Regions from separate parts of the Mus musculus genome. Here regions 1, 2, 3, 4, 5 and 7 are each linked to region 6. Evidence: chromatin contacts called from public ChIA-PET and HiChIP or PLAC-seq data. All regions are on one chromosome and are shown on one strand. The core of a region is the stretch at or near the end of the contact, and the rest is flanking DNA. Distances in the headings are between cores, read along the strand shown.

The links. ChIA-PET counts read pairs in DNA pulled down with a chosen protein or histone mark. HiChIP or PLAC-seq counts read pairs in DNA pulled down with a chosen protein or histone mark.
Region 1: a contact with region 6 is called in an H3K4me3 HiChIP or PLAC-seq map of stem cell-derived neural progenitor cells, with 32 read pairs. The contact joins the enhancer-like site here to the promoter of Sacm1l in region 6. A contact is called at or near these places in 1 of 39 promoter capture datasets (neural stem cells), 9 of 115 datasets of contacts at active chromatin or transcription factors (the 230-238 cell line, bone marrow-derived macrophages, embryonic stem cells and 3 more) and 1 of 9 other capture datasets (pancreatic islet).
Region 2: a contact with region 6 is called in an H3K4me3 HiChIP or PLAC-seq map of embryonic stem cells, with 11 read pairs. The contact joins the promoter of Cdcp1 here to the promoter of Sacm1l in region 6. A contact is called at or near these places in 1 of 39 promoter capture datasets (embryonic stem cells), 1 of 15 datasets of contacts at CTCF or cohesin (the NIH/3T3 cell line), 2 of 484 Hi-C or Micro-C datasets (bone marrow-derived macrophages and embryonic stem cells) and 5 of 115 datasets of contacts at active chromatin or transcription factors (acute myeloid leukemia, embryonic stem cells and pancreatic cancer cells).
Region 3: a contact with region 6 is called in an H3K4me3 HiChIP or PLAC-seq map of bone marrow-derived macrophages, with 3 times the contacts expected there. The contact joins the enhancer-like site here to the promoter of Sacm1l in region 6. A contact is called at or near these places in 1 of 39 promoter capture datasets (cranial neural crest), 1 of 15 datasets of contacts at CTCF or cohesin (the NIH/3T3 cell line), 21 of 484 Hi-C or Micro-C datasets (B cells, the G1E-ER4 cell line, the N1E-115 cell line and 13 more), 16 of 115 datasets of contacts at active chromatin or transcription factors (the 230-238 cell line, the NIH/3T3 cell line, bone marrow-derived dendritic cells and 9 more) and 2 of 9 other capture datasets (adipose tissue and pancreatic islet).
Region 4: an RNA polymerase II ChIA-PET map of memory CD8 T cells shows a contact between it and region 6, with 88 read pairs. The contact joins the promoter of Tmem42 here to the promoter of Sacm1l in region 6. A contact is called at or near these places in 2 of 39 promoter capture datasets (embryonic stem cells and erythroid cells), 8 of 484 Hi-C or Micro-C datasets (the Ba/F3 cell line, CD4 T cells, centrocytes and 4 more), 6 of 115 datasets of contacts at active chromatin or transcription factors (astrocytes, effector CD8 T cells, embryonic stem cells and 2 more) and 3 of 9 other capture datasets (adipose tissue, liver and pancreatic islet).
Region 5: an H3K27ac HiChIP or PLAC-seq map of heart atrium shows a contact between it and region 6, with 4 times the contacts expected there. The contact joins the enhancer-like site here to the promoter of Sacm1l in region 6. A contact is called at or near these places in 1 of 15 datasets of contacts at CTCF or cohesin (the NIH/3T3 cell line), 5 of 484 Hi-C or Micro-C datasets (the C2C12 cell line, bone marrow-derived DN3 thymocytes, cerebral cortex and 2 more), 15 of 115 datasets of contacts at active chromatin or transcription factors (SST interneurons, acute myeloid leukemia, bone marrow-derived macrophages and 12 more) and 1 of 9 other capture datasets (embryonic stem cells).
Region 7: an H3K4me3 HiChIP or PLAC-seq map of pro-B cells shows a contact between it and region 6, with 3 times the contacts expected there. The contact joins the enhancer-like site here to the promoter of Sacm1l in region 6. A contact is called at or near these places in 6 of 115 datasets of contacts at active chromatin or transcription factors (DN3 thymocytes, effector CD8 T cells, embryonic stem cells and 3 more) and 1 of 9 other capture datasets (liver).

The regions. Positions count from the first base shown.
Region 1 is chr9:123,236,070-123,240,008 of GRCm38.p6, reverse strand. No RefSeq gene overlaps it. Among named protein-coding and RNA genes, the nearest start is that of Cdcp1, 22 kb to the right of the region's middle. Within about 2 kb of position 2,123, at least 101 of the 459 cell types and tissues checked have an H3K27ac peak or open chromatin away from gene starts, as enhancers often do. A contact at or near this core is called in neural stem cells, pancreatic cancer cells and stem cell-derived neural progenitor cells, where this site is marked.
Region 2 is chr9:123,214,340-123,218,299 of GRCm38.p6, reverse strand. Cdcp1 (CUB domain containing protein 1) reads left to right here and starts at 2,262. Exons shown (of 9, transcript NM_133974.3): 1 at 2,262-2,472. The coding sequence starts at 2,391.
Region 3 is chr9:123,174,865-123,178,805 of GRCm38.p6, reverse strand. Cdcp1 (CUB domain containing protein 1) reads left to right here. Exons shown (of 9, transcript NM_133974.3): 7 at 753-1,118; 8 at 2,987-3,071. Among named protein-coding and RNA genes, the nearest start is that of Gm23323, 14 kb to the right of the region's middle. Within about 2 kb of position 1,250, at least 17 of the 459 cell types and tissues checked have an H3K27ac peak or open chromatin away from gene starts, as enhancers often do. A contact at or near this core is called in bone marrow-derived dendritic cells and bone marrow-derived macrophages, where this site is marked.
Region 4 is chr9:123,018,756-123,022,898 of GRCm38.p6, reverse strand. Tmem42 (transmembrane protein 42) reads right to left here and starts at 1,573. Exons shown (of 3, transcript NM_025339.4): 1 at 1,329-1,573; 2 at 587-733; 3 at 1-60. The coding sequence starts at 1,520.
Region 5 is chr9:123,135,728-123,139,627 of GRCm38.p6, reverse strand. Exosc7 (exosome component 7) reads right to left here. Exons shown (of 8, transcript NM_001081188.1): 8 at 3,499-3,729. The coding sequence ends at 3,625. Among named protein-coding and RNA genes, the nearest start is that of Clec3b, 13 kb to the left of the region's middle. Within about 2 kb of position 2,162, at least 79 of the 459 cell types and tissues checked have an H3K27ac peak or open chromatin away from gene starts, as enhancers often do. A contact at or near this core is called in the C2C12 cell line, the NIH/3T3 cell line and heart atrium, where this site is marked.
Region 6 is chr9:123,528,107-123,532,219 of GRCm38.p6, reverse strand. Sacm1l (SAC1 suppressor of actin mutations 1-like (yeast)) reads right to left here and starts at 2,467. Exons shown (of 20, transcript NM_030692.5): 1 at 2,299-2,467. The coding sequence starts at 2,330. n-TRacg2 (a tRNA gene) reads left to right here and starts at 2,723; the gene lies at 2,723-2,795.
Region 7 is chr9:123,926,742-123,930,397 of GRCm38.p6, reverse strand. It overlaps Gm51701 (a long non-coding RNA gene), which reads right to left. Exons shown (of 2, transcript XR_003948284.1): 2 at 1,692-3,651. Among named protein-coding and RNA genes, the nearest start is that of Gm51701, 3.4 kb to the right of the region's middle. Within about 2 kb of position 1,272, at least 183 of the 459 cell types and tissues checked have an H3K27ac peak or open chromatin away from gene starts, as enhancers often do. A contact at or near this core is called in DN3 thymocytes, effector CD8 T cells, embryonic stem cells and 3 more, where this site is marked.

The DNA of each region.
Region 1 (3,939 bases), core at 874-3,373, 290 kb after region 6:
GAAGGCGATTCAGATTAGAAATAGGCAGATGCTTGATTTTCACTCACAAAATAAGACTTCTCTGAACTCCAGGTGCTTAAATCCAGAGCTACTGCCATAGGTGAGGAAGGAAGCAGGTTGTGCCGGGTGTGTGCAAGGCATAGGACTGAAAGTGAAAGAGAACTGTTTGGCTGGCTGGCTGGCTGGCTGGCAAAGCAGGCTTTGCTAGTCACACTTTCCACCACATTAAGGAAAGGCTGGAATAGTTCTGTGATATGGCCAAAAGTATCTCAAGACCTAACCACACAGCACTTCATTCCTTAGAAATAGCTGTATAAGGAAGGAGCCCAAGAAGCCCCCTCTCCATACCAGACATTGAGACCAACGAGTATCCCTACCAGGAGTCACAAGATAGGGTTCACAGATACCGGGGCCACCTGTGATGTGGGCCATCTTTTATTCATGTTAAATGAAATAAGCTAGGCTCAGAAAGACAAATTCTGCATGTTTTTCTCTCATATGCAGGATTTATATTGTGTTTGTGTGTGTGTGTGTGTGTGTGTGTGTGTGTGTGTGTGTGTGTGTGTGTGTTTACCATAAAACTAAAAAGGGGACCATGAGACGGAATGAACAGATCTTAGAAGGAGAAGAAAGGAAAGGGTAACGAAACTCATGTGATATGGCTGCCAAAGGCGCCCAGTGAGGGAAAGACAAGAAAAATGGTGGAGGATGGCCAGGGAATGCACTTAAGTCAGACACCAGGCTCAGGGATGTGTCTGGCGGAGGGGGAGGGGGAGGGGGAGGGAGAGAGACTGGGAGAGAGAGAGAGAGAGAGAGAGAGAGAGAGAGAGAGAGAGAGAGAGAGAGAGATATTCCCCTGGGAGCAGCCATGAACCCAACCTCTTTCCCATACTGGCTGACATCACATTTCCCGACACTCACGGAGATGCATATTTCCTCATTACAGTTTAAGAATATATCTACATTATTAAAACAAAAGGCTCATTTGAGAAGCCTGTAGTTGAGCTATCAGAAAGGGAGTGTGTCCCCTGTACAAGCCAGATCCAGGAAGCAGTTCCCCAAGCAAACAAAACAATGAAAAACTGACTCTCTTCCACCCATATAGTAGAATAGAAAACAGAATGTCCTGGCCTGTGTTAGCTGCCTGAGCAGACACACACCAGCCTGCCTTCATTTGCATGGAGGGAACTGTACTGGAAATGCATGGCCAGCATCTTACCCTAACCCCGGGAGGCTCCCTCCACAGCGGAGAGCCCACATCGCTGTATTCTTCTATTATTTTCTGCTGCTCTCTTCAGTGTACTAAATAAACTTGTCCTTCTCCCAACTTGGATCTAAACAGTACATTCTTTCACTGACCCAGGAAGTTCCCCAACCCAGATTGGTAATTCAGCTTTTTTTTTTTTTTTTTCCTGCTGCAATTCTTTAAAAAAAACCTGATGAGCCTCAGCCTAGAAGAGAGTTTGCCTGGGGTCCTCTCTCCTGCTATAACTGCCAAGTTTCTTTGTGTTCCCATGTATTTCTTCCCCATAAACAAGAACAATACTTAGGTGCTACTGTGGACATGGGCCAATTTGTGAGCTGAACTAACCAGGGCTATAGGGCTTGACAGTAATTACAGCCCTCAGAGTTACTTCTGCAGGGACTCACCCACCACAGGTCTCTGTTGGTTTGTTTGTTTTGTTTTGTTTGTTTGTTTGTTTGTTTGTTTTAAAAACAGAAGGCAGATTATATCTGCCTTCCAGGGACGGGCAGTCTGGAAACATGTCTGCATTGTGGGGTAGGGGTTCTTTAATTCTAGCATGTTCTGAAATAATAGCTTTTAAAGAGTACTTTTGACTTAGTTTCCTAAAGACAAGCCTCCTTATCCACCATCCTCCCCACCCCCACCCCCACCCCCACCCCATACACAATAGAATCTCAAGTTCCTGATCTTCATTTCCTGGAGGCAGATGAAAGCTGGGAGGCTGGCCAGGGACCTGCCCACAACATCCAGAGCTTGCCCCTCTTGCCTGTTCCCACAGGCTTTCCACTAAGCTGCATTTTTCTTTCTAGTTCCCTCAGCCTCTGTGGCAAACCCCCACCCTGAGAGAAACTGAGCCGGGTGAGTCTGCACATTGCCCCCTGCTGACTCACCTGCCAGCCTGTGCTCAGTCAGCACCCACCCCAGCACCCAGGGCGGGTGTCTGTCCCTCACATTTGCATTTCTCTCTACCACATCTACTGGGCCAACTCCTTTAAGGGTAGCTCTAGCTTCACTGCCCACAAGCCCACAGCTTGTATGGCCCCGCAAAAGTGCAGAAACTAAAATTGCTCTTGGGCCAGGTAAAGAATTCTTCAGGCAGCCACATGGAGCTGTGTGTCTCTACCCAGCATCCTTAGAAACTGGGTCTCTAGAAGGGGAAAGCAGGAATCTGCATGTCCCCTTGTGTTCCCATGGACCTTTGAATGCCCTAGAATCAGGGAATTGGTTTAGATTTCCCCCACACTTGAGAACTACATTCCAAGTCAGAGCCTACAAAAAGTAACTTCTCTTTCCCTTCCTGGTGTGAGTCTGAGCAGCCAAGGAGGAGGCCTCTCCTAGGGTCATGCCAACCCCATGACACTCAGTGTTTGCAAGTTGGGCATGCCCATACCCTACTCTCAACTCATGTCTGTCCATGACCCTGAAGACCAGCATGCCAAGGAAAGATGAGACAAACAAAGATATAATTAGGAAAAAGGTATGGGTGTCATCAAGCCAAGCCAAGAAGGAGCAAGGTCCTAAGTATGACTCTGACCCATCCAGGGTTACTAGATTTAACAAACGTGCAGCCCAGATGCCCACATAAAAATGAGCCTCAGATATGCAATGGCTTTTATGCACACACACAGTTTGGGACATATGTAATTACTGCAAAGATTGTTTATGGCTTCAGTCTGTCTGCTGTGTGGTAGCCCTGACTTCAAGAGTAGGCAAGACAGTGCTGACCAGAAAGCTCAGGAAAGCCACCAGGTTGTAAAGAAAGACAGGAAACAAACAAACAAACAAACAAAAACCACACTATCAGGCTAATGAGATAATGCAATGTAAGGAATTAAAATTCCACCCAGGAGTCTTATGCTAGGGGAAGGAGGAACTTGCCTCTCAGGAGGAGATTTCATAGTTTTGACAGCTGGTCAGACAGTGATGGGCAAGACCATACCTTAAGTGGAACTGTTTAGCTGTGTGGTCTCTGACCCTCTATTTAAACCTAAACTTCACATCAGGATTCTGAAGATGGTCTTGGTTGAAGGGGTTGTGTGGTCAGCAGCCTGCTTGCTCTTTTCCATGTAGCCACACTGAATAAATCTTCCCCTGCTTCTATTACTTGCCTCTTTCATTGGCATTGGTGACAAATGGCTGAGCCCCTCTCATTAGGGCTACAAGACTCCAAGTTTTGATCCGAAACACTCCAGTAACAGGATGAATCATGAAGCCAAAAGAGGATGCCAGGCACCTCCTGGCACCGATGGCACCAGAGATTGGATTGTGAAGTTCCTTGTCCATTTCATGGTTTTTATTTGTTTTGTTTTATTTCTTCATTTACAGTATGCTTGGAAACCACATGGGGAATATGATCAGTTGGGGCTGTCAAGGGTGAAGATGGTACGTTCATACCAAGCTGTCAAGCTGAAACCTACAATATCTATTTCTTCTCCTGCTGTAAAATCCTATGACCCAGTAAACCTTCTGGGGTGTGAGACTCTGGGATAACTTAATATACACATAGCTTTGGGACACGCAGAGCAGGGTCTTCCCACATGATTTGCACAGATGCAGATTAGCTAACTGCATCCCATCTAAGACAGAAAGATGTTTGAAAGGCAGCACCATAGTGCCTGGAGTTAGAAGTTCCAGCTGAGTCAAGGCAGGAGCTTCTTCACAGAAGATGACAGGTTTATTCATCGTTCCTTCTC
Region 2 (3,960 bases), core at 1,013-3,512, 310 kb after region 6:
TGGGGTCTATCCCAGGGGCAGCCTATAAAAGCAAATACCATGAAAGCTTATACACAGGTGCAGGAAGTGCTGCTGAGTGGTTGGTTCAGGTCCAAGCTTATTGTGGGTGACTACACAAAGCAGTTCTACTGACTTCTATCATCTTGGGTTCCAAGGGCACAGAACATAACAAAATATGTAGTCAACTTGGGCATGAGAAAGTTTCCTAGTAACAGCAGAAGCAACATATGAGAATTTTTCCTTATAATGTTAGTTAACAGCACAAAATGGCAGGCTAAGCAGGTAACAGTTACCTAGGCCTTAATATTCCATCTAGGCCTTAAAATTTTACCTAGGCCTTAACAATAGGGAAAAGATGTTTCATAGTTTGGTCACAGTAACCTTTATTTATTTATTTATTTATTTATTTATTTATTTATTTTGGTTTTTCGAGACAGGGCTTCTCTGTGTAGTATTGACTGTCCTGGCACTTGCTCTGTAGACCAGATTTACCTCAAACTCAGAGATCTGCCTGTTTCTGCCCCACAAGTGGTAGGACTAAAGGTGTGTGCCCACCATGCTCAGCCATAAGCATTTTTAAAAAGTTTAGCTTTTTCATCAAGATTTCTCTTTCTTGCTGGACATGGTAGTGTACACCTTTAAGCCTAGCATTTAGAAGGTAGACAAGCAAATCTCTGTTGAGTTGAGACCAGCCTGGTCTACAAAGTGAGTTCCCAGCCAGCTAGAGCTTCATTGAGAGACACTGACTCAAAACAAAACTGGAAAAAAAAAACCCTAATAATAAAAAGAATTCTTTCTATTAGTTCAGCAGCAATCCAAGAATTGCCAGTGAGGTAAGTGCACTTAGAGCCGGAAGTCTGAGACCCCATCTCCCCAACCTCCAGTTTATAGGCCCTTCTGTAGATGGAGCTGTGTTAAGGTCTTGCCTCAGGCTGCTCAGAACTGGAGAGTGTTTGCTTCTTTCTTCTTTGGAAACTGAGAAGAAAGGGATGAAGCTCTGGAGAAGTGACTTTTCATCTCCGTTGAGTATTAGCTCAGATTTTCCAGAAGCTAAAGAGAAATTGGGGCCACACTCTGACTGATACTGGGGCATGGGCTTCTGTTTCTGTCATAGATTCCTGGAAAGGTCTGAGTGACCTTGGCCATGGGCACAGTAAATGCATAGGGCCACTGAATCCTTTGGGCTGAAATCTGGCTTGCCATCCACGAGGTCCCAGACCATCTACCATCACTGCCTGTGATTCAGGACATGGGATGGCCTAGAGCAGTGGTTTTCAACCTGTGGGTTGCAACCTCTTTGGAGGTCAAATAACATTTGCACAGGGATTGCCTAAAACCATCAGAAAACAAAGATATGTACATTAAGATTCATAATATAAGCAAAATTATAGTTATGAAGTATCAATGAATAATTTCATGGTAGGGGGGTCATCACAACATGAGGAACTGTATTAAAGGGTTGCATTATTAGAAAGGTTGAGAACCTCTGGCCTAGAGGATAGAAGACTCCACAAGACCTCTTAAACCAGAACTAGGTAACCTAGCTATATCTGAGAAGAGATTGGCTGCAGGACAGACCAGCTTCTGATCAGAATCCTTCACGCTCACACCCACTGCCCAACTCAGTAGCACTGTGCCCACTCCCCTACTCACAACCCAGCTAAGGGCCTTGTGCACCTGCTTGGGTTTCTTCTCTTGAGCCTTTCCAGTCTCATGCACCCATTCAATCTACTCTTCCCACAATCAACGCAGGGTTTCTGAAGTGTCTCGTTCTAGCACCCTCGTCCAGCATCTGTGAAACCCTTACTTCAATAAAGAACAACCCAGCAACTTGGCAGAACCCACCCCGTGCCTTCACATCTGTCCTAACTTTGCCCTGCTTTGGCATCTTTGGGCTCGTTGCCCAAATAGGAAAGCTTATCTTGTCTGACACTGGGAAGAGCTGGTGAACTCTGGACACTGCAGGGGAGAAGCTGGAGCAGGCCTAGGCCCCTGTCCAGCAACAGAGAAAGCCAAAAGGTTGGGGATCAGTGACCAACAGGAACCTCAACCAGCACACCTGAACAGCGGAAGGAGAAGGAGCTGGCTGGCAACAAAGTCTTTTGGACTTTGAGAAAGGAACTGAAGCCCGGGAAGGCGGGGACAAATTTGCCTCAAGGCCACCGGGCAAGGGAGGGTAGTACCTGAGCTGAGGCAGGAAGAGGAGGAGGCCACAGAGGAAGCGTGGGTCACCCTCGCTCTTGCTGAGCGGGCGGGGCGGGGTCCTGCGCGCAGGTGAGCGGCGGGGCAGGGCGGGGCGCAGCTGCGTTTCGGTGCCTAGGCGCCACCGAGGCCACTCGCAGACACAGGCCACAGTCGTGCCCTAGGGAGACCGAGGCGCCCCCCGAGTCATGGCCCACTCGGCCTGCGGGTTCTCAGTCGCACTGCTGGGGGCCCTGCTGCTGGGCACAGCACGCCTGCTGCGCGGGACAGGTAAGAGCAACCTGTGGCCGGCCAGGGAGGTGCCTGGAGGTGGCGCGTGTTCAGGGGTTACACGATCCGGACCTGGTAGCACAGTCCTAGATGGTGGGGCGAGGTCCCCGGGACGACTCGCCCCAGCGCTCAGGCACGTGGGAGAGTCCTGGACCTGGGTGAGCTTCCCTGGCCTAGGAACAAATAAGCGCGCGGAACAAGCCTTAGGAGGACGTTCTCCAGGCAGCACATTGTGCCATGGGTACTTTGCTGAGACTCTTAGGGATACTCGATTGGGACGTGGGAGAGCTTTCTTCTTCGGGCCCACTCCACACCTGGGCCAGAGAAGTGAGTGCAAGAAGAGGGTGGTTTGACTTCCCGCTGAGGTACCATTTTAGCTGTCCGTGCGTGCGCGCCCGCTCATCCTGAGGCCTAAGGACAGCTTCAAGCGGACAGTCACCAGGCAGCAGCGGGCATCTAGCTGCAGAGACCCCACAGGTGCCCCACCTCTTCCCTGGTGGAAGGTTGGAGTGTAATTCCGTGGAGCCTGTGAATTTCGAGTAGTTTGGATTGGGAGTAGAGGCTGCTCTGATCTCGGAGATCGCTCCAGGAAAGAATAGGATTTGTGGGCCCTAGGAGTAGAATACCGCGAATAAAACTAGCTTTCTTCAAGTAAGAACTTGATGTGAGGCTCTTTCTCAGACTCGCACAGGTTTTTATGTTTTAAAAAATAGTACGGTCCAAGTCATAGTTGGGGTCTGTAATATCAACAACTAAGGGGGTGTTTGTTTGTGTTGGACAGGTAGATAAATTAGCATAAATTAAAGAATAAAATTAAAACGGTGTGGTTAGACTTGGGCGTAAGCCGCAGGAAAACTTCCTGGTTTCTTTTTCCAACATTAGGTGATATATAACTGCATAGTAAACAGGAAGACTTAAGACCTCCTTTTAAACTACACACACAGACACACTGTGGTATATATTTTGTTGTTGCTAGCTAGGGTTTGGTTTCTGTTTTTCTGGGTCTCCCGGTGTCTCCCAAGCTGGCCTTAAAACTACTGAGTTTCATGCTCCCACTCCATACTCCTGGAATTCATTACAGATGTGGGCCACCACTTTCTTAGGAGTGAGTTTTCAATCCATTTAAGGGACAAAGTATGTAGTCCCGGTTGTAGAGTGTCTGCCTAGCAAGTACAAAGCCCTGGGTTCAATTCCCAGCACTTTATAAACTGGGCATGGTGGCTCATACTTGTGATCCTAGCATTCTGGAGTGGAGGCAGGAGAGCTGGGAATTCAAGGTCAGTCTCAGCCTCATTGTGAGTTCTTTACAGGCCTGGGATATATGAAATTTTGTCTTAAAAACATTTTAAGAGCAGAAAAATAGGAAAGGAATGCATGTGTGCATGAGAGGAGTGGGGAGGGTGTACCAGCATTCTTGGAGGCAGGTGACACTCTAGGGAATGTTTTGAGGTGTTTCTGACTTTCTATGGCAATAGTCAAAAACTTCTT
Region 3 (3,941 bases), core at 1-2,500, 350 kb after region 6:
GAGATTGCCGCTTTGGGAATATTTCTGAGAACCCTCATTTGGCAAACTGTTCGGATGTTTGTTTGAAATGAACCTGGACACATAGTCTAATAGAGAGCGGTATCCTTCACTAACTGATACAGTACCCACATGCAATCATGTAAACCAAAATCAGTGTTGAATGAATGAAAAATATGCACTTCTGTTGCATTGGTTTCCATTGGTGAGATAACTTATATGCAGGAGAAGTTTTCTTTGGCTCACAGAATCAGACTGAATGCCATGCTTGGTAGATCCAGCCACTGTTGGGGTCTGTGTTGGAGCAATATATCACAGTAGGAGTGTGTAATGGGAGCGGCTGCTCACCTCATGGTCATCAGAAAGCAAAAAGAGAGTAAAGAACAGGGTCCCAATAGTCCCTTTAAGGGTATTCCCCGGTGACCTAACTTCCATTTGACCTCTCTCCCCTTATAGGTCCTATCACCTCCCAGTAGTACTATGAACTGGTGACTGGACCTGTACTCTACAGCCTTTAGGGGATAGCGTAGATGCTGACTATACTACTTGGCACAGTGAGCACACAAGAAGTGCTCAATAGGTGCACATGAATATTGGCTACCTACTGAACAGTCATAATATAGAACATGTCCATCATAGCAGAAAGTTCTCTTGGATGGCACTGGTGTAGACTATTCAGTATCCCTTACACTCCCTTTTCTCTCCATTTTATTGAGTGATACAGCATTTGTCTGGATCTCTTCCATTTCCTGCAGAGGAAGGCATCTTCACGGTGACCCCAGACACAAAAAACAAGGTCTACCTAAGATCACCCAACTGGGACCGTGGCCTGCCTGCCCTCTCCTCAGTGTCTTGGAACATCAGTGTGCCTAGCAACCAAGTGGCTTGTCTGACCGTCTTGAAAGAGCGTTCTGGCTTGGCCTGCCAGTCAGGGCGTGCATTCATGATCATCCAGGAGCAGCAGTCCCGGGCAGAGGAGATCTTCAGCTTGGAGGAGGAAGTCCTGCCTAAGCCAAGTTTCCACCATCACAGCTTCTGGGTTAACATCTCCAATTGCAGCCCCATGAATGGCAAGCAGCTAGATTTGCTCTTCTGGGTGACTCTTACCCCGAGGACTGTAGGTAAGAACTTTCAGAGTCTCCTGGAGGTGGTGAAGGAAAGAAAAAATTGAGGGGCACTTGAGAGGCAGAGAACAAGCTTTCGAGGCAAGTCAGGAAACAGATTGAGTCATAGCTATCCACACATCAGCTATTGTACAACATTTACTGTTTGCACATTGTCTGGGCAAGTCTGTTCTGAGCTAAGCTTATTGGGTCCACGTATTATTCATCTGCAGGCTGTACAGGTTGATTATGAGACTTTGCTGATCTTGACTATCTATATCCTGACAAAGGTCCCAGCCCAATGACCTGAGACAGTTGTGCTTACTTAACTCTGCCTTGTGCTGAGAAATGCACAAGACACCAAAGGAAGCATAGAAGGAACAAGCAGAACACATCTTCTGCCACATTCTATTGGCTCACGTGGATCCTTCTGCTACAGTTCTTCACTCTTGAACCCCATGATCTATAGGAGTTCTCTTCACTCCTGTGATCTTCATCTGTAGAGTGAGGGGGTGAAAGATCATAGGGAGACAGTAACGAGGATTAAAAAATATGAGAACCTGGGGCTGGAGAGATGGTTCCGCAGTTAGAAGCACTGTCTGCTCTTCCAGAGGTCCTGCGTTCAATTCCCAGCAACCACATGATGGCTCACAGCCATCTGTAATGGGATCTGATGCCCTCTTCTGGTGTGTCTGAAGAGACAATGGTATACTCATATACATAAAATAAATAAATCCTTAAAAAGTATATGAGGACCTGGAGAGAGATGGGGAGAGGGAAATGGGAGGGAGGGAGGGAGGGAGGGAGGGAGGGAGGGAGCAAGGGAGGGGGAGAGGGAGGGGGAGAGAGAGAGAGAGAGAGAGAGAGAGAGAGAGAGAGAGAGAGAGAGAGAGAGAGAGAGAGAGAGCCACTAGGAACTCCCAGCTCTGAAGTTACTACTTGGACCTTCTTCCTCTTCTGCTCTCTTTTTCTGTCACTTATTTCTATGTCCTCTGAATCTCACCCTTTGTTTCTTCGTGAGTCTAGTGTGGTGTTCCCTCTCAGATCTGTGCTCTTTTTCCATTGTGCGGTGTGGGGAAAAAGACAACTCAACCCAGATGAAATGACCTGCTCCTTCACTCCTTCTGCTGTTTGAGTCTCTGCTCTCCCCTCTGCTTTTCCTTCTCTACGACAGCCTGGTGACCAGGGAACACACCCAGTGGAAGCCAGGAGTAGCGAGCGTCCCACCCCTATCTGTTTCATGTATCTAAGTGCTACATACAAACTATTTCAAATTGTATTGGCTTAGACCAGTGGTTCTCAATCTGTGGGTCACAACTCCCGCAAGGATAGCCTATCAGATATCCTGTGCATCAGATATTTATATTATGAATCATAATGGTAGCAAAATTAGTTATGAAGTAGCAACAAAATAATTGTGGTTGGGGGGGTCACAACAATATGAGGAACTATGTTAAAGGTCACAGCATTAGGAAGCTCGAGAACCACTGACTTAGATAGTAACCCTTTTGTTTGCTCGTAACGAAATTCAGACAACACAGTGGTTAATATGCATGTACCAAACAGCTCAAAGGAAATAGTTCCACTGGAGACATAAACCTGGGGCCTTGGCTTTCCCTCTTAGCTCAACTGAGTTTTATACCCAGGGAGATTCTGCATGATTAACATGGGTGGCCTCTAAGAATCAAACTTGTAATAAACTGTCTGACTTCCTCTCCTGGAAAAGTACCAGCTGACAGTTCCTTTAAAGATGAGGCTCAGACCTGACTCAGTCACCTTCAGAGTTTTGTATCAGAAGGGACAAAGCTGGGGACTGTGAACGTATCCAGTTCTTCCTTATGCTAACTCTCTCGTCTCTTCCTTTGCCCTCCCATCTCTGCTCACAGATTTGGCTGTCGTCATTGGTGCAGCAGGAGGTGGAGCTCTGCTGCTGTTTGCCCTGGTACTCATCATCTGCTTCGTGAAAAAGAAGTAAGTGGAGTCTCTCCAGCTGTCTTTAGCTGATTTGATGCCTCCCTTGGATCATACTCGATAGGTGGATGGATGGATGGGTGGATGAATGGATGGATGGATGGATGGATGAGTGCTAGGATTACAGGCATGTCTCCATATCTAGCTTATTCTTATCAATGATGTTGGGGTTTTTTGCTTCCCAGTTCCCCACAAAGATCAATGTTAAATATTCTTACCAAGGCTACATTACAATTTCACAGGGTGGAGAGGCACACCTGGGGAACACACACATGCTCGAGCACACGCGTGCGCGCGTGCACGCACACACACTCTCGAGCACACACTCACACACGCGCATGCACGCATGCAGTGACATCCTGGCCCCAGCACAAGTCTCCAGTGTTTGCTTTTGAAGCTGGTAGCAGGAGTGATTTTAGCAGGAACCACTCCCACTGCTACCTGGAGAAAACACAAGCCTTTTGCCCTGGCTTGTTCTCCTTTGGTTTGGTTTGTGCTTATCTGTGGGACTGCAAGCCAAAAGGTGGCCCTAGAGCTAAGAGGAAACAGGGCCTGATTAACAGCAGCTTCAACTACTTGAAAGGTAAATGACTTTTTAAATAAAATCTACTTTGATGTCAGACTTCAGAGTTTAGCTGTCATGCCTCATTCTCCAAACTGTTTCAGATTAACCTGAGACTTACCAGCACAGGCAGTCTCTCCGTGGTCTCCAACTACATAAGGCTGCTGGCTGACATGCTTGCACGAAGCCCCTGTCCCAAAGTTGTGTGTGCGTGGAGCTGGGCAGGTTCTTTAAGGACAAGGGGAAATACTGATGCTGAACTTGTTTCTGCTGTAGGTGTTTATTGAGAGTCTTCTTGGTACTAGGAC
Region 4 (4,143 bases), core at 324-2,823, 510 kb after region 6:
CACCCCTCCCCACCATAAGATCTCCTGGCACTCTCCATACAGCAGGTAGCCTAAGATGGCCTGTGGAAGAGACAGCTGTAAGGGACCTGGCCTACCCTGGTAGGCTCCACCATTCCTTGGCTGATTTCTTCCTGAGGGGCTAGAGGCCAAAGTCTGGTGCTTTGCATCCAGCAACCACCTTCATGATCAATCCACGTATTTCTGTCTCCTCTGTGGACGTAAGAGGTTACCACCCCAGCTGAGCACTGAGGCTCAGCAGGCTAGCAGGTAGGGCCAGTACGGACATAGCTAGTACCCAGTAATCATAAACCCAAGTTAAGCTGTCTTCCAATTCAAGACTGGGTTCCCTTGACCAGACCCCCTAGACCCCATAGCTAATGTTAGAGTTCTTGATTGAGATAGCTGGTGTTATCCCAGAGTGACATAGGTTTCACTCCTAAGTTTTCCATGTTTAACTGTTCCTTGCCTGGAGACAGCCCAACTTTTGTTTTACTCCCTGTCCTTTCTAGAGCCTGGAAAATCAGGGGTTTCCCAAGGACAACTAACTCACCAAGAACCCTAAGAACAAGGTCACCAGGCTACTCACCGAGCAAAGTATGTTCGAGAAAGTCACTGTGACAGATGCAATGGCTGAAGACATAGAGAAACTGAGGCCCCGGCTAAAGAAGGTCCACATCAGAGAATTGGCGCTTGCCATGGCAACGATGCCTAAGACACATAAGCCAATATTGACCTGCAGGAGAAAGTGTCACTGAGCTACAACCACCATGGGCATAACCTTGAAAGACTGGGAGATGTTTACACGTCTCATACAAAGCATATGCGGACCCTGACTGATAGGCAGAGGAATTTGCCTGCAGACAGGGGGCAGGGTTATCTTCCACGAAGACCTCAAATTTCTTGTAGCTGAGTAGCCTTCTGGAAAGATATGACTTTACAAAAGGACTGTAAGTCGCCAGAAATCTATATCAAGCAGTCCCCTGTTCAGGTCAGGATCGAATTCTCTGATGCAGAAGCTCCGCAGGCGCTCAGTCCGAACTCTTGCCAAGGACAGGAAGAGATGGGCAACCGGTTATCTCACCTTAGGTGTCACGTGCTAAAAAAGCTATGGCAAGGGGACTTAAACTGAGAGGTGGGCTTCGAGGTCCTCCCCCAGGAGGCAGTGCCTAAAACCAGGTGGTCCAACATGGGCGCAGGCGGGAACCCAGGTTAAGCCGCCCTCCTCCCCGCCCCGCCCCGCCCTCCCCCGCCCCGCCCTCCCCCCGCCCCGCCCTCCCCCCGCCCCGCCCTCCCCCCGCCCCGCCCCCGCGTGGCGCCCCGGGCTGCACCTGGCTCCCGAAGGCCAGCTTGGCGGCGGCGGCGGCCAGAGCCCCGAACGCCCCGGCGCACAGACAGTTGAACACGCCCCAGAAGCGGCGCCGCATCGCGCCTTTCTGTAGGCGAGCGGGTAACTCCACGGGTGAGTCAGGGTAAGCGGCCGCAGACACGGCGGCACCCGAGGACTGCGGACCGGCCGCCATGAGGCCCGCTGCGCCCGCCACGGCCGACTGCCACGCACGCCGCCACCCGCCGTGAGCCCGGCTAGGGCGGAGCCAGGCGAGTGAGGCGAATCTGCTGCAGTGGAGTCCGGAGCCGAGCCGAGCCGAGCCTACAAATGAAAGGAATCTGGAGCCCATACCCTGCAGCGTGTGCAAACCCGCGACTAAGGAGAGCCTGCGGCTCCGGCGAACCTGGGGGATGGGAATCCGGTAGCGAGGACCGTGCGCCACTGAAGGAAGCGTGCTACCGAGAGGTACCTACTGTGAGAGAGGAATCTGCTGACGTGAACTTGGGGAGGAGGGGAGTTTATCTCCGAGGAGAACCTGCGGCGGAAGTAACCTTGTTTCTGAAAGAGCCCTGCAGTCAAGGGGAACCTGCTTCTGAGAAGACGGGGAGGTCTGCCACTTTACATGGATGCGCACCTAACATGCTAATCCTGAAGCCAAGCTGCACCTTCAAAGCACCTCTGCTCCCTCGTGGACGCAGGAGATGATGGATCTGGAGACCGGCCGCTTGAGACAGAACGTTGTTTGGGAAAACGTTTGTTCTGCCTGGACCATCAGAAGCACAGTCACTTCTAAGTTCGTGTAAAGTAATTGAGAACGACAAAAAAATTGAAAAAACAACCAAAAAAAAAAAAAACCCAAACAAACCGTAAAATGTCATCTACTGTCGGTAATTCCAGATGCTTAGGATGCTGAGGCAGTTAATGGTCATCCTGAGCAACTTAGGGAGACATTGTCTCACTTGAGAGGGCTGGCAGCCAGGCATGGTGGCACACACCCGTAATCCTAGCACTTCTGAAGCTGAGGTAGAATTACTGAGTTTGAGGCCAGCCTGACCAACAGAGAGGTACTAAGCAAGCCAAGGACTTTTTGAGACTCTCAAAAAGTTTTTGTTTTTGTAATAAAGGAGAGTTGGGGTTATAGCTCAGTGCTTCCATAATACATGAAAAATCCTGAATTCAGTCAATGGCAGTGTGTATGGATATATGTTAGGGATACATTTCCTTAAAGGAGAGCTGTAGAAGTGTATAACGTGAGCTAAGTGTGGTGGTTGGTACACATGAGGAAGCAGAGGCAAGTGGATCTCTGTGAGTCCGAGAACAGCCTGCTCTAAATAGCTCTACATAGCCAGGGCTACACAGCAAAACTTGTTTTGTTGATATATAAAATACAAATAATATTTAATGTATGGGGCTTGGAAGAAACACTTTATTCCCTGTTAAAGAGCTTTTTCATGGACATTCTTACATGCTACCTTGCTTCTCATGCGGGTGGTTTTGTGGATGAAATAAAAGGATGGATTACTGGGGTTTGGAGAGATTGCTTAGCAGTTAGGCAGCTTGCAACCTTCCCACAAGTGCCTCCCAACCTCATACCTCCAGGGGTTCCACTATTTTCTGGCCTCCAAAGGCACCTATCCTCATGTACATATATATACACCTGAACACAGATACACATTAATACATAAAATTAAATTTTAAATAAAAAGAATAGATTATCCCAATTAGTCCTATGTGGTATAAACCACTCCAATTTGCAGATAAGGAAGTTGAGACTCAAGGGTACTCACTGTACTATTCCACTTAATAATGGAGATAGTGTGTGGCAACAACTGATAGGAGAAGCTAAAACAAATCTAAGCTGCATCTGTCAAAGACTTTATCCCACGGATTATAAAGGTAATTAACAGAAATGACCTTCATGTTCTGGCAGAGTAAGGTAAGTAAGTAAGACAACTAATTCACACATCTTATGCATGCTCTGTAGAGAAAAAGTGGGCAACAGTGTATTGTCTAGCTATATGACTTCCAAAATTAGTGATTTAAACCAAGGAAAGTTAGGGGGTTGATTTAGGGTATTATTTGTGTATCCATGTCAGAACCTGATTGGCCTGGGTGTGACGGTGTGTAACTAAAATCCTAGGACTTTGGAGGCAGAGGCAGGGGGATCAGGAACTTAAGGGAGTTTAAAAGCAAACCTGGATTACATGAGACCCTGCTTCTCCTATAGCTTTGGTTACTATGGCCCTTGTACTGGCTGGTTTTGTGTCAACTTGACACAGCTGGAGTTATCACAGAGAAAGGAACTTCAGTTGAGGAAATGCCTCCATGAGATCCAACTGTAAGGCATTTTCTCAATTAGTGATCAAGGGGGAAAGGCCCCTTGTGGGTGGTGCCATCCCTGGGCTGGTAGTCTTGGGTTCTATAAGAAAGCAGGCTGAACAAGCCAGGGGAAGCAAGCCAGTAAAGAACATCCGTCCATGGCTTCTGCATCAGCTCCTGCTTGAGTTCCAGTCCTGACTTCCTTTGGTGATGAACAGCACTATGGAAGTGTAAGCTGAATAAACCCTTTCCTCCCCATCTTGCGTCTTGGTCATGATGTTTGTGCAGGAATAGAAACCCCGACTAAGATAGCCCTCAAAACTAGGGCTGGAGAGTTAGCTAAGAGATTAAAAACACTTGTTCTTGCAGAGGGCCTGGGTTTGGTTCTCAGTACTGGAATGGTGGCTCACAACCACTAATAACTAATTCTAGGAGATCTGACACCCTCTTCTGACCTCAAAGGGTGCTAGGCACACATGTGGTACATGTACATACAC
Region 5 (3,900 bases), core at 913-3,412, 390 kb after region 6:
AATACAGCCTATGTATGAAGCCCTTATGGGCAGTTTGCACTTCCCTGTACAAAGCATGGACGGATACATAACAGCAATTCTGGCTCATCTGCTACCCATGCTGACCCTGGATCTGTAAAGCATTCATATTCTCTTGTCTACTCCACTTCTCTCTAGCCAGGCGCACAGCACCAGTGCAGCCGGCCACAGTGGATTCTGACAGGCCACCTGGAGCCCTATCACTTTTACCCCCTCCCCCCCCTCCAACTACACATCTGTGGTACTGTCCCCATCATGTGTCAGAAGAAAGCAGGGAGGGCTGGGTTTCAGCCAGGACAGACACACTAGATTAATATTTCCCTAAGGAAATGTGTGCTAAGCCCTCCACCCTCAAGGCTATCTTATTGTGCTAAGTGTAGAAGCAGAGGTGGAAAACTGGGAAGAGGGTCAAGGCACAATGCAGTTTATTTTTCTGTTTTCCTCCACCGCTTTGAAAACATTTAAAGTCAAAACTGGACAAAACAAGATCTGGGCACCCCACCTAGATCTGCTTAAACATGTGAAATTCTGGCTCTGCATGCAGCTGGCCCTCACACAACCCCTCACAGATGTTTCCTTTCAGCCCCAGCCCTTCTGGCCCTGTGTCAGCAGCAGCGTGGCCTAGCCTGAGGCTGTCTTCCCACACCCTTCAAAGGCCAGAGCATCCAGAATACAGATTTCTAACATGAAAGCAAGGGTGATCCCACCCGTACTCAAAACCAAACACAAATAGCTTTTGACCCTGGCCATCTGTTCAAGTATGTGACTCTGGCCCTGTCTGTGTCCTGGTGCCTGTGTTGGGTAGGTCTTGGGAGGCCAAGCTCCCAGCCTGGTCTCATGGGGCTCACAATACTTGAGGATAGAAAGTGAAGCAGGATTCCCATGATCCAGATCTGGAGACACCTAGCAGGTGTCTTCTGGATACACTCCTATTCCATAGACTCATCACTTGTCCCATGTGCCATCTTCTCAAGGGACACACAGGAGTCACCTGTGGGAGAGTTAGTGGATAGCCTGCAAGGTTAAGGGAACAAGGGCAGTGCTGTATGCCCACCTCTTCCAGAAAAGCAGAGGGGTGTTGAACTTAGTTCTCTGCCTACATGATTAGTGCTCCTGTTGCTTCCGGCCTCCAGGATGTCTAAACTCAAACTCCTCTCCCACACATTGTCTTGGGCTTTGGCAGGTGTGGGCCCAGCGCTGTTTGGGGGATAATGCAGATTAAAAACCATCACACAAGCATCAAAGGTGTTGCTGGGGCCTGATCCACAGCCTACACTCTGAGTCTGCAAAGGCCCTCGGGAAGAGAGTAGCTGGTGACAGACTACTTACTTTCTGCAGAAGGTCCCTCTTCTGCAGGATCTTAGGGCATGCCATATTCTTAGCTTTCAGAGCATACCCCTTCTCTCTGGAGAACTTTGGGTAGTGACCCAAACAAGTTTCTACTAGCTATATATCCTTCTCCCTTCATGAAAAACAAGCCACCAAGTGTTCTATGACCCTGGCTCCCTCACTGCTGTCCCAACGTACAGAACCAACTTACCTACAAACTGGAGTTTTCCTCTCTCACCAATTTTCCCAAAGAGCCAGAGGAAGATGAGAGGTGAACAGGGGGGTGGCATATGAATCCGGGTGCCCTGTCCCAGGCTTGTGCCCATAGTACTGCTGTGGTAACCTCAACATTCATTTTTACTACCCATGGGCACATACAAAAGCACTAAAAGTGGTCACTGTCCTACACAGACAAAGTGATCGAGTGGAAGCGGTCCTTGGAACCGAGGCTTGTGCACCTCATTCACATTTGAGGCACCTCTCTGCACCACCACCGCTAATCACTCCTCGTGGGTACACAATGGGCACAGGGCAGAGGATAAAGCCTGTCTCCTGCCTTGTTGGGTAACATGGCATCTGTTGTGGCATGCACTGGGAAAACACAACAGCCCAGCTATGCTATCAGTAGGTAAGCAGCTTCCCAGGGACACACAAATCCAGCTACTTCTTTGCAGGGATGGATGGACCTGGTCACACGAGGGAGGGCCCATGCCTGGGCCTCTGAAATTAATGCACGAGGGCTGCAGCCCACACTGCTCTTTCCATTAGATGATAAGTTCCTAACACCTCGCCCTATTTGGCTGACTCAATGCAGAATGCAAATACCTCTGGCTGAAATGTTCTCCATGAGTCAGCTCCCTCCCAAGGGCCCAGTAAGACTGATTTAGGAGCTTTAGCTCTCCTGGAAAACACACAAATACTCCTGTATGCACGAAGCCTGAATTCCACCATGCTGCACTGTGAGTAGACTATCTTCCTTACTGTCCCCAGACAACTAAAGCTGGCTAGTAAGTCAAATGACAATAGTCCTTAAGCAGCCTTTATAGTGCTGATACAACACGGCCATCTTATGAAACATCAGGGCGGGGTTATAAAACACAAAGGAATTTGAAAACAAGACTGGAGTCTGATATGCCAGAACATGCCTGCAACCTAATCCCGAGCAGGAAGACTTGGAGTTCAAAGGCATCACTGGGCTACATAAGACTCTGACTCAAAACAAAAGCAGAAAAATCTAAGAAAGGTAGGATAGGATGGGGAGGGACCCAAGTGTCCACTAAGCCCCTGACCCAAGGAAGGATCTTCTGGGTCTCTTGGCTGGCAGGACCTGGTAAGGTTACCTGGCAGGTACAGGCAGGAGGCCTGGGCCCTCCTCTGTGGCCATGGCTTCCTTATTCCTGACCCTCAGAAGCACCAAGTACACGGTGGGTGGGAGTGGTTTGAATTGATTGATGATTGATTAATTTTTGTGACACGGTTTCACTATGTAGGTCTCACTTAGCTAGCCTGGAATTCACTATGCAGAGTAGGCTAGCCCCACACTCATAGTAATCTACTTACTTCTGCCTTGCTGGTCTTGGGATTAAAAGTTTGTGTCACCAAACCTGGCACTGTGATTTTTAGTGCAAAAGTTTTATAAAGAAAAAAATAATTCACAAAATACTTACTGCAGGAGCCAGGCAGTGGTGGCGCACGCCTTTAATCCCAGCACTTGGGAGGCAGAGGCAGGCAGATTTCTGAGTTCAAGGCCAGCCCGGTCTACAGAGTAAGTTCCAGGACAGCCAGGGCTACACAGAGAAACCCTGTCTTGAAAAACCAAACACCAAAAATAAAAAAAAAAAAACCCAAAAAACCAACCAAACAAAAAAAACCAAACTTATTGCCGGAGGCTATTTCTTTAAAGCACTTTCTCCGAGGAGTCTGATTGGAGACTGGGTCTTGTTAAATTGTCTCAGCTTGAACCCTCCCCAGTGCAAGTATTCAGTCTATGCTACCATGTCTAGCTCCTGCAGGGTCTTTACTTCAGTGTTTGCTGTCATTCTCTCGTACTTTAAAGCAGGCAGCTCCCGACTCACTTCAATTCCATCCTGGCAGCAGACTGCTAAGCAGGATGGTGTCTTGGTATAAAGCTGGAGATGCTAACAACACCAATGGACCAAAAAAAATAGACTTTATTTTTACATTTACAAATGTGGAATTAAATTTTGACAATTAAGAGAAATATATACAAACCAGTGTCAATGAAAAGTGAGGCAACCAACGTGCAGTGGAGAGAAATCACCCCAGGAACCCGACTCTCGGCCTCTTGGGCCCCAGGCTTTCTTCCTTGTGCAGAAGGCTCTGCAAGGACACGTGCAGCACCTTGCCCACTCGCTTGCTGCTCTGTAGGATGACAGGGACAGGACAGAGGTCACCTGCTAGTGAGGTACAAACTGACCAGAAGCCCCCACCTGCTGGCTAGTCTGCCCAATACCTACACATCTGTCTGCATCACAGAACTTTTAAAGCAGCTTTTCATTTGCCCTACAAATTAGGTATACATTCCACAGAGCT
Region 6 (4,113 bases), core at 1,218-3,717:
CTGAGAAAGCCCTCTGGCAGAAAGATAAACAAATACAAACCCAAGACTGAAGTTAGAAGAGGAGCCACAACCTCTAGCATGGTTTACAAGCAGTAAAGTTACAAAATTATAAAGAACTTAGAATTCAGGTAGTTAAAAAATGTGGGCTCCAACCTGTAGTCAGTAGAGTAGAAGTGGAATTGTAACTGGGAACTGGAGGGTAAGCAAAGAACATCTAAAAGGTGGGATTTTAACAAAGCAGAGATAAGCTGAAGAAAGTGTGTGACATGGGTGCAAGAAGTTGTCATTTAATATCCAAGCACTTCAACACTTCAGGAAATTATATACCAATACATCTACAATAAAGTAATTTATTTCCGTTCTCTGAGACAGGGTTTCTCTGTGTACCCATGGCTGTCCTGAAACTCACTCAAGACCAGGCTGCCTGAGACCCACTGCCTCTGCCTCTTAGGTGCTGGTTTAGATTAAAGTCAAGCGCCACCATCAACCAGCAAAGTAACTTCACATATGGCTCTTTTTAGGTATTTTTAAAAGTCCCACCATTCTTAGATAGTTCAGCAACTAATTCAGCCTACAAGTACCTCTAAAACAGAATATTCTTTGCCCATGGGGTATATTTAAAAGTTTAAATAGAATGGCTAAAAAGGGGGGAGGGGTGAAAACAGATTCTAACTCACAAACTCCCTGCTAAAGAAACACTTGCAATCAAGTTCTATCTTCACATTTATAGAAACATCCAAACCCTAAAGACTGATATGAATGTCCATATAACCCCAGACTCATAGTTTCCACTTCATTACAAAACCACCATTTCCACTTCTAAAGGATAAATTCCCTTCTCTTCTGTGTACACATAAAATGGTGTCTGCCTGTAGTGAAGTCTGAACTGGAGAGGATGGTAAGGATGAAGTATGAACACTCTTATTTTTTAATTTTATATATAAAAGAATTATTCACAGAGGTTGAATAACCTGCCCAGGAATCAAGGAGGATGGCTGCCTGTATTGAGGTCTGGCCTGGTGAAACTCAGTGCCTGGGCAGCTCAAAAATAATCTTCCTAATTCTCAAGTTATCCATCTCAATTATTCTTCGATGCAGGAAAACTCAACAATATCCTGTAACCGAAAGCCGAGCTACTTCAAGGCAAGACTCCAAATTGCTTAAACACATCTGAGACCTAGTGTAAGATCATGTTCAGCCCTTCAACAACTATCAGGTGGACAATAACCTAATTTGCCAGTAAAGGACATGTGACTCGGGCCGGACATAGACCAGTAAGTACACTTTGCTTCAACTGTCACCAATAAGGTGATTATTCACTTTACAAAGGAAAACTAATTAAAAGAAATGTGGAAGGAAGGGTGGCGCTGGGCTTTTCAAAGAGAACTGTATGTAGCAAGCAGAAGAGGCATAAAGGGTGAACACAGCAAAACATGAAAAGTGTTGGGCAGATGGCCTCCCTCCAAATTCTGGACTCATAACTTTACACCTTCAGTTATTCATTGGGCGTACCCAAACTACATTTGTTTCCTGCAAACGAACTGGGATGTCTATGTCTAATTAACAGGATAATTTAACTTGGCTTTTCGAAAGTTATATTTGCTTCTGCTACTAAAGGCATTCCCAGACCGTGGTAAATTATTAAAGCGGTTAGGGCGAAGTTATTCACAAACAAGGAGTGTAGGTGCTGAGGGTAACACAAGAGAAATTATCCCCCATCTCCTCTAACCCAGGACGAGCCAAAGAGCTTATAAATGTCTATTTTTTTTTTTTTTTGCACCTCTAAACATCCAGTGGCTGGGCCTCAAAACCTCAAGTCCTGGCTTTGCCAAAACTCAACATTGCTACGCCAAAATAGAGGCGAGCCTACTGTAGCTGTCGACGCAGTCTGTTGGAATAAGCACAGTAAATTCGACCGGCCCTTAGGACATCTGACTAAATTATTGCTGCGCCCTAAGAAGGACCCGTCATTGAGACTCCCAGGCCCAGAAAGCCTGAAACCAAGAGAAAGGTTAGCTCTGCCGGCGGACGTCAGAGCACGCCCGGTGAAAAAGGCCTCTCCCGGAGGCCACCCAGGGAAAGCTGGCTGCAGCCTCCGGTGCTGCGGGCTGCGGCTCGGCTCACCGCGCCAGGTCCAGCGGCGGGCGAGGCTGCGGGACACTGGCCTACGCTGCAGCCAGGCTGGACGGGGAAAGCCCAGCCCGCGAGCTCGGCCGGTGCGGGCCGCACACTCCCGGGCCTCGGCGCCCGCTCGCCCCTCCGCCCTTCCTGTCAGCGGCCGCAGCCCGCGGGACTCACAGCTTCAGATGCTCGTAGGCTGCGGCCGCCATCGTGCAGCTTCCTCCTCTTCGCTCCACCCGCAGTGTAGCCCGCTGCCACCCCGGCTCCGCGGCGACCGCTCCCCAGGCGCGGTGGTCAAGGAGCCTCGGCCTGGCCCCACCCCCTCCCGGGTCCGCCTCTCGGGCGAGCACGGGAGCCGGCGGCGGACAAACCAGTGAGCTGCGAGGCACGCCTCCGATGCGCGGATTGGAGCGGACCAAAGAACGCCGTGACGTCGCCTCTGGGGATTGGTGTAACGCGTTGCAGAGAAAGGCGGAGTCCCGGTAGCTTTGCACTGAGTCGCGACATTCAACAAACCGACCAGACTGAGGTTAGAAGCAGGAAGCATAGTGAAGCTGTGTAATTGGAGATCACTTATCGTGGAGGAGGCCTCCTCAGCACCGGGCCAGTGGCGCAATGGATAACGCGTCTGACTACGGATCAGAAGATTCTAGGTTCGACTCCTGGCTGGCTCGACGTGTGCGATCTTTTTCCTGAACCTTGGAAGGCCTGCTTGAAAAGGATCATAGCTAGATTGTCAAGGTCAAATGTCTTACGTTTTAATGTTGCTTTGCGAAAAAATAATACCTTCTTGGCTGTATTTGAAACCCGGAGTTACCTAAAACGGTTTGCAAGTTTCCTAGCTCCCCTGTTCTTAAAATTGCGCAGGAGTCTGGAAATGTACTCTTACGAAAACACTCTTGAGAGTGGAGGTTTGCAATCAGGGACAGGGACATGCGTGGCCAATGTCTTCCCACCCGATGACGGAAAAATCTCACCGAAAGCTCCTAGCTGGTAGAACACAGACGGCACTGACATGAGAAGGGCGTAGCTTCTGCTCTTCATGATTGGTACAGCGGCCTTGGCTAGCTCCGCTTGCAAAGCCGACCTAGCCTCCACTGCACAAGGAAACCTTAAAAATTCGGGGATTTCGCAGTAAGAGGCCCAGAAAAACGAGTACATGAACATTTTACGTAAGACCTGAGATAGCCAGAAACAGATGTGACGAAGGTGGATCGGGAGCAGGGCTCAGCCTATTCATTAACCAGTCACTCCATGATTAAGTTGTCCTAGAAAACATACCCCACTCCCCAGGAGTTTATTAAAACTGTATCAGATAAAGGAAATTATTGGGGCAGAATTAGACCAAGGACCAAGGGGTGTGGCTCACTCCTGCAGTCCATACTGCTGGATATAGACCAGGCCAAATGGCTGCCTTTGCTTTCCAGAGTACTGGAATTTAAGGTACAAGATACCATACCAGGCTTCTACACTTCTGAGGATTTAGTTTGCTTTTAATGAAGTTATAGTGGGTTGTTTCTCGAGACCGGGTTTCCCTGTGTAGTTTTGACTGTCCTGGAACTTGCTCTGTAACCAGGCTGGCCTCCAACTCAGAGATCCCTGCCTCTGCCTCCTGAATACTGGTGTAAAAGCACGCACCACTACTGCCCAGCTAACAGTATTTTTTGTTTGCTCTTTAATTTTTTGTCTGAGATTTGAGATCATTAATATGCATTGTTGTCAGTTTTAGCACTTAAAAAAAATGAGGGTTTTTTTTTTTTGTTTTGTTGTGTGTTTTGTTTTGAAGGGTGTGTGTGATGTGTGTACGTGCAGAGGGGGGAGGGGAAGAGAAAGAGAGACTGACTGAGGCTGTCTTATATAAGACAGTGGGCCTTTACTTGGCTATGGAAATGGACTTGGAACTCTGATTCAAGCTCCCAAGGTGCTGAGGTTATAAGCAAGCACCACCAACCACACCTGGTTTAAGAGTTCTTGCTTTAAGATGTTCTATTT
Region 7 (3,656 bases), core at 23-2,522, 400 kb before region 6:
ACAGGCTACACACATTAGGTTATTCCGCTCCACCCTCACATCTCCAGTTCTGCCTCTCTTCATACCGCTCAAACCATTCCAAGTCTCTTTCTTTCCCATCTTTACGCTACATATTTGTATATCATAGTGGCTCATGGTGGGTGAGCCTCTGGGTCATCTGCTGTTTTCTTAATGATAACACTCCCACTAAAAATGTATACAACTCTCTTTCCCCCACCTTTTCACCAGCATCTGTTGTTATTTGTTTTCTTAATGATAGTCTTTCTGACAAAGGTCCCTGGTAGCCTGGAAGTACGCCAATTTGGACATCTAATTCACTCTGGCTGGCAGATAATGATGATTCAGTTGACATTCTACTGTTACCGTGTAAGAAAACCCACAGATGGATGAACTTGGCAGGAGCATACTTGTGCAGGGAGATGGTAAGGCTTTTGCCAGGAAGAGAGAAAGAGAAAGAGAGAAAGAGAGAGAGAGAGAGAGAGAGAAAGAAAGAAAGAAGGAAGGAAGGAAGGAAAGAAAGGGCAGGAAGGGAAGAAAAGGAAAGGGGACGCAAGGACAGAAAAGAGGGGGAAATCCCACAGGTGAACAGCCCAGCTTTCCTGAATCCTATTCTATAAAACCATAATTAGAATAGAATGGGTGCTATTATATCTATTATGTGGAGTAATTTACTACACAGCTGGGATAATCAGTACATTACTATAGAGGAGTATGCAAAAATTAACCAGGAAAAACTCAAAATCAAATTTTATGCATATTCTAGCCTGATATACATAGTAAGTTCCAGATGTCCAGGGCTACAAAAAAGAAACCCCATTTTCTATTTTTAAAAAGTACTTTATCATTACAAAAACATCAAAAATTCATAAAACTTCCTCTGTGTGACTATTTTAAGGAATCAATACAAGATTTGAGAAATTACATGGAGTCTTGCAAAGTCTTGATAATGGAACCTGTTGACAGTCACAAAGTGCACTCAATCCCTTTGGAGTCTCGGAGCTCCGTGCTAATACGTGTCAGTCTCCGTCTTGGACCACACCTTCTAGAATGCCTGAAATTTAGAGAGAACACTAACGAATTATCAAAACCAGCCTTTGGTGTGCACTCAAGTGCGATGGAAAGATTTCCTAAGTCATCGTAATTTGTTCACATGGAAACAGCAGAGAAAGCTAGAAGACACTAGCTTCGAAACTTCTTAGTTGTCTGTCCCTGAGCCCTTTGTGGTACTTCCTCCTCAGAGCCCAGCTCCAGCAGTCCCCTTAGCGGCTGTTTTTAGCAACCACACCCTCTGACTGTGGGTTTGCTCTGCAGTGGCTTTAAGGTTTGAATACGAAATGCCTTCCACAAACAGACACTACAGAATCTTAGGTGTCGAGACAATGGGCATTTGAGAAGGAATTGGAACCTTCAGATCCTGGACTCCTTCCTTGGTAGATTCGTAATATGAGAGCATTCTTAGGAGACAGCCAAAACAGGAAGTGGGATCCAGATAAGAGAAGCAGGTCGTTTAGGGTGTGCCCCTGAAGGATGTATCTTTTACCCCTTCCCCTTTGTGTCCTTCCTGTCTCCTTCTTTGACTTCTGGCCACTATGGGGTGAACAGTATCTGCCGTATACTCCTGCCACCACGGTGTTCCACCTCACTGAAGATCTAGAAACACGGCAAAGGGTCAGGAACTAAGCATCTGAAACTGTGACCCAAAACAAATTCTCTCTTTAATTTGTTCCTCTCAGAACACATTTCACTATGTGTCATAGTGGGGGGAGGGGGGAGTCTAACACAGAGTATGTACACAAAGCCTCACAATGGGACTGTTGATGTAATTCGGTTGGTAGAGTGCTTGTCTATTACCAGCAGAGCCCCGAGTTCCATCCTCAGCACTGCACAAACCAAATGTGGTTTAGTTCCAGCACTCAGGGAGCAGTAGCGGTTTGAAGCCAGCCTAGGACACCCTGTCTCAAAACAAACAAATGAAAAACATTGGGATTCAATGAACAGAACTGATATTAGTCCACTGTGTTCATAGCGTTCATGATGGTCCACGGTAGCTTAGACTTCCTGGTAGTCATTTCCTTGAGTCAGGCTGACCTTAGAGTATAGAAAGAAGTTTACTGTCTTGCTGTCACGCATTGCTGTTGCTTGCGGTCATGTCACAGGACTCTGAGGCAGTAGTGGAGAGACTCGTGAGATGAGGAAGTGAGGTCTCTGCGAGCAGCCGGAGGCATGAACACCTGAAAGCAATTAAGCCCCACCTCCAGCCAAATCTCCTAATGACGGAGTAGACGTTCTCCCTCGTCCGAGAGAGACTGTAGTGAAACGACCCCACTAAGATGTCTCAAATTCCCAACACACAAGACTGTATGACACAATACATGCTTCCTGTTTAAGTCCTGATGTCCCATGGTGATTTTTACTATTTATATGTAATATGCTCATCATGCAAATGAAAAGTAAGCTCAGAGACAGCAACAGAGGACGCACAGTGGGACCCCAGAGCAAAGGCTGATCGTTCACCAGTTCTTCAATTGACTGCAGATGAGAGAGGTCAGGTTGGGGGACACTGAAGCCATTCCCAAGCAAGATGGATGGGCCACCAGCTCAGCTCCTCTCACTGGCAATCTCTGAGAACAGAAGTGACCCAGATTCTGTTTTCCCTTGCTTGGGGAAACATCTGCCTCCACATGCACGGTTCTCTCCACCTAAACAAAATAATTGACTCAAGTCCCTGTGCCACTGGACCTCCACTGGCGCCACACGTGAAATGACCACTGACTCTCACAGCTACAGTGCTGCCAGCTGTGCCCAACGAGGGCTGTGGGGCCGGCCTCGCACCGAGGATCACTGCCTACAACTCTGACCTTGCCTCACAGGTCCCCCGTTGTTGATTCGCGAGGTTACTCTTGAATAGGTGCTAAGGGAGCTTTTGAAATGCACACGATATCCAGTTACTCACTGGTCATATGAATGTCAATCACCCCTGCACAGGCGGGGCTACAGGCTATTTGAGCTCTCGGGAGGAAGCAGAATGTGATGGCTACTGAGTAACAACCAGCCAGTCCTACTGGTTCTGTCTTTTCATCCTTGAACACATTCCGTTAAGAGTCACTATAATCCCCAGGCACAAGTGAATTGAGCGAGTCAAAGGGTTTTAGAAAAGAAAGCCACATCGCCGGGGCGTGGTGACGCACGCCTTTGGTCCCAGCACCCAGGCAGAGGCAGGCGGATTTCTGAGTTCGAGGCCAGCCTGGTCTACAGAGTGAGTTCCAGGACAGCCAGGACTACACAGAGAAACCCTGTCTCGAAAAACAAAAAACAAACAAACAAAAAAAGGAAGCCAAAAGTTCTAAGTAGCCCACTGCCAGTCTTCAAGGTCAAGAGAGACCTGGGATGGTGAACCTTGCTGATCAAGTGAAATAATATAAGCCCGGAGCCTTCTGTGGAACCCGAGAATTCCAGCACCAAAGAGGAAGAAATGACACGCAAGGTGTCAGTAAAGAAAACTCCAGAGCCCATTGTGGGTTAAGTGGGGTTGTGTTGCTGGCCGGTCTCCACCACAGTCTCCTCTCCACCTGCTCCTCTTCAAACGGATGCCTTGGATCCTTGATGGTCTTCAGAGTTACTTTGGGGTTTGACACTGGGAAGAGCCACTATCTGAT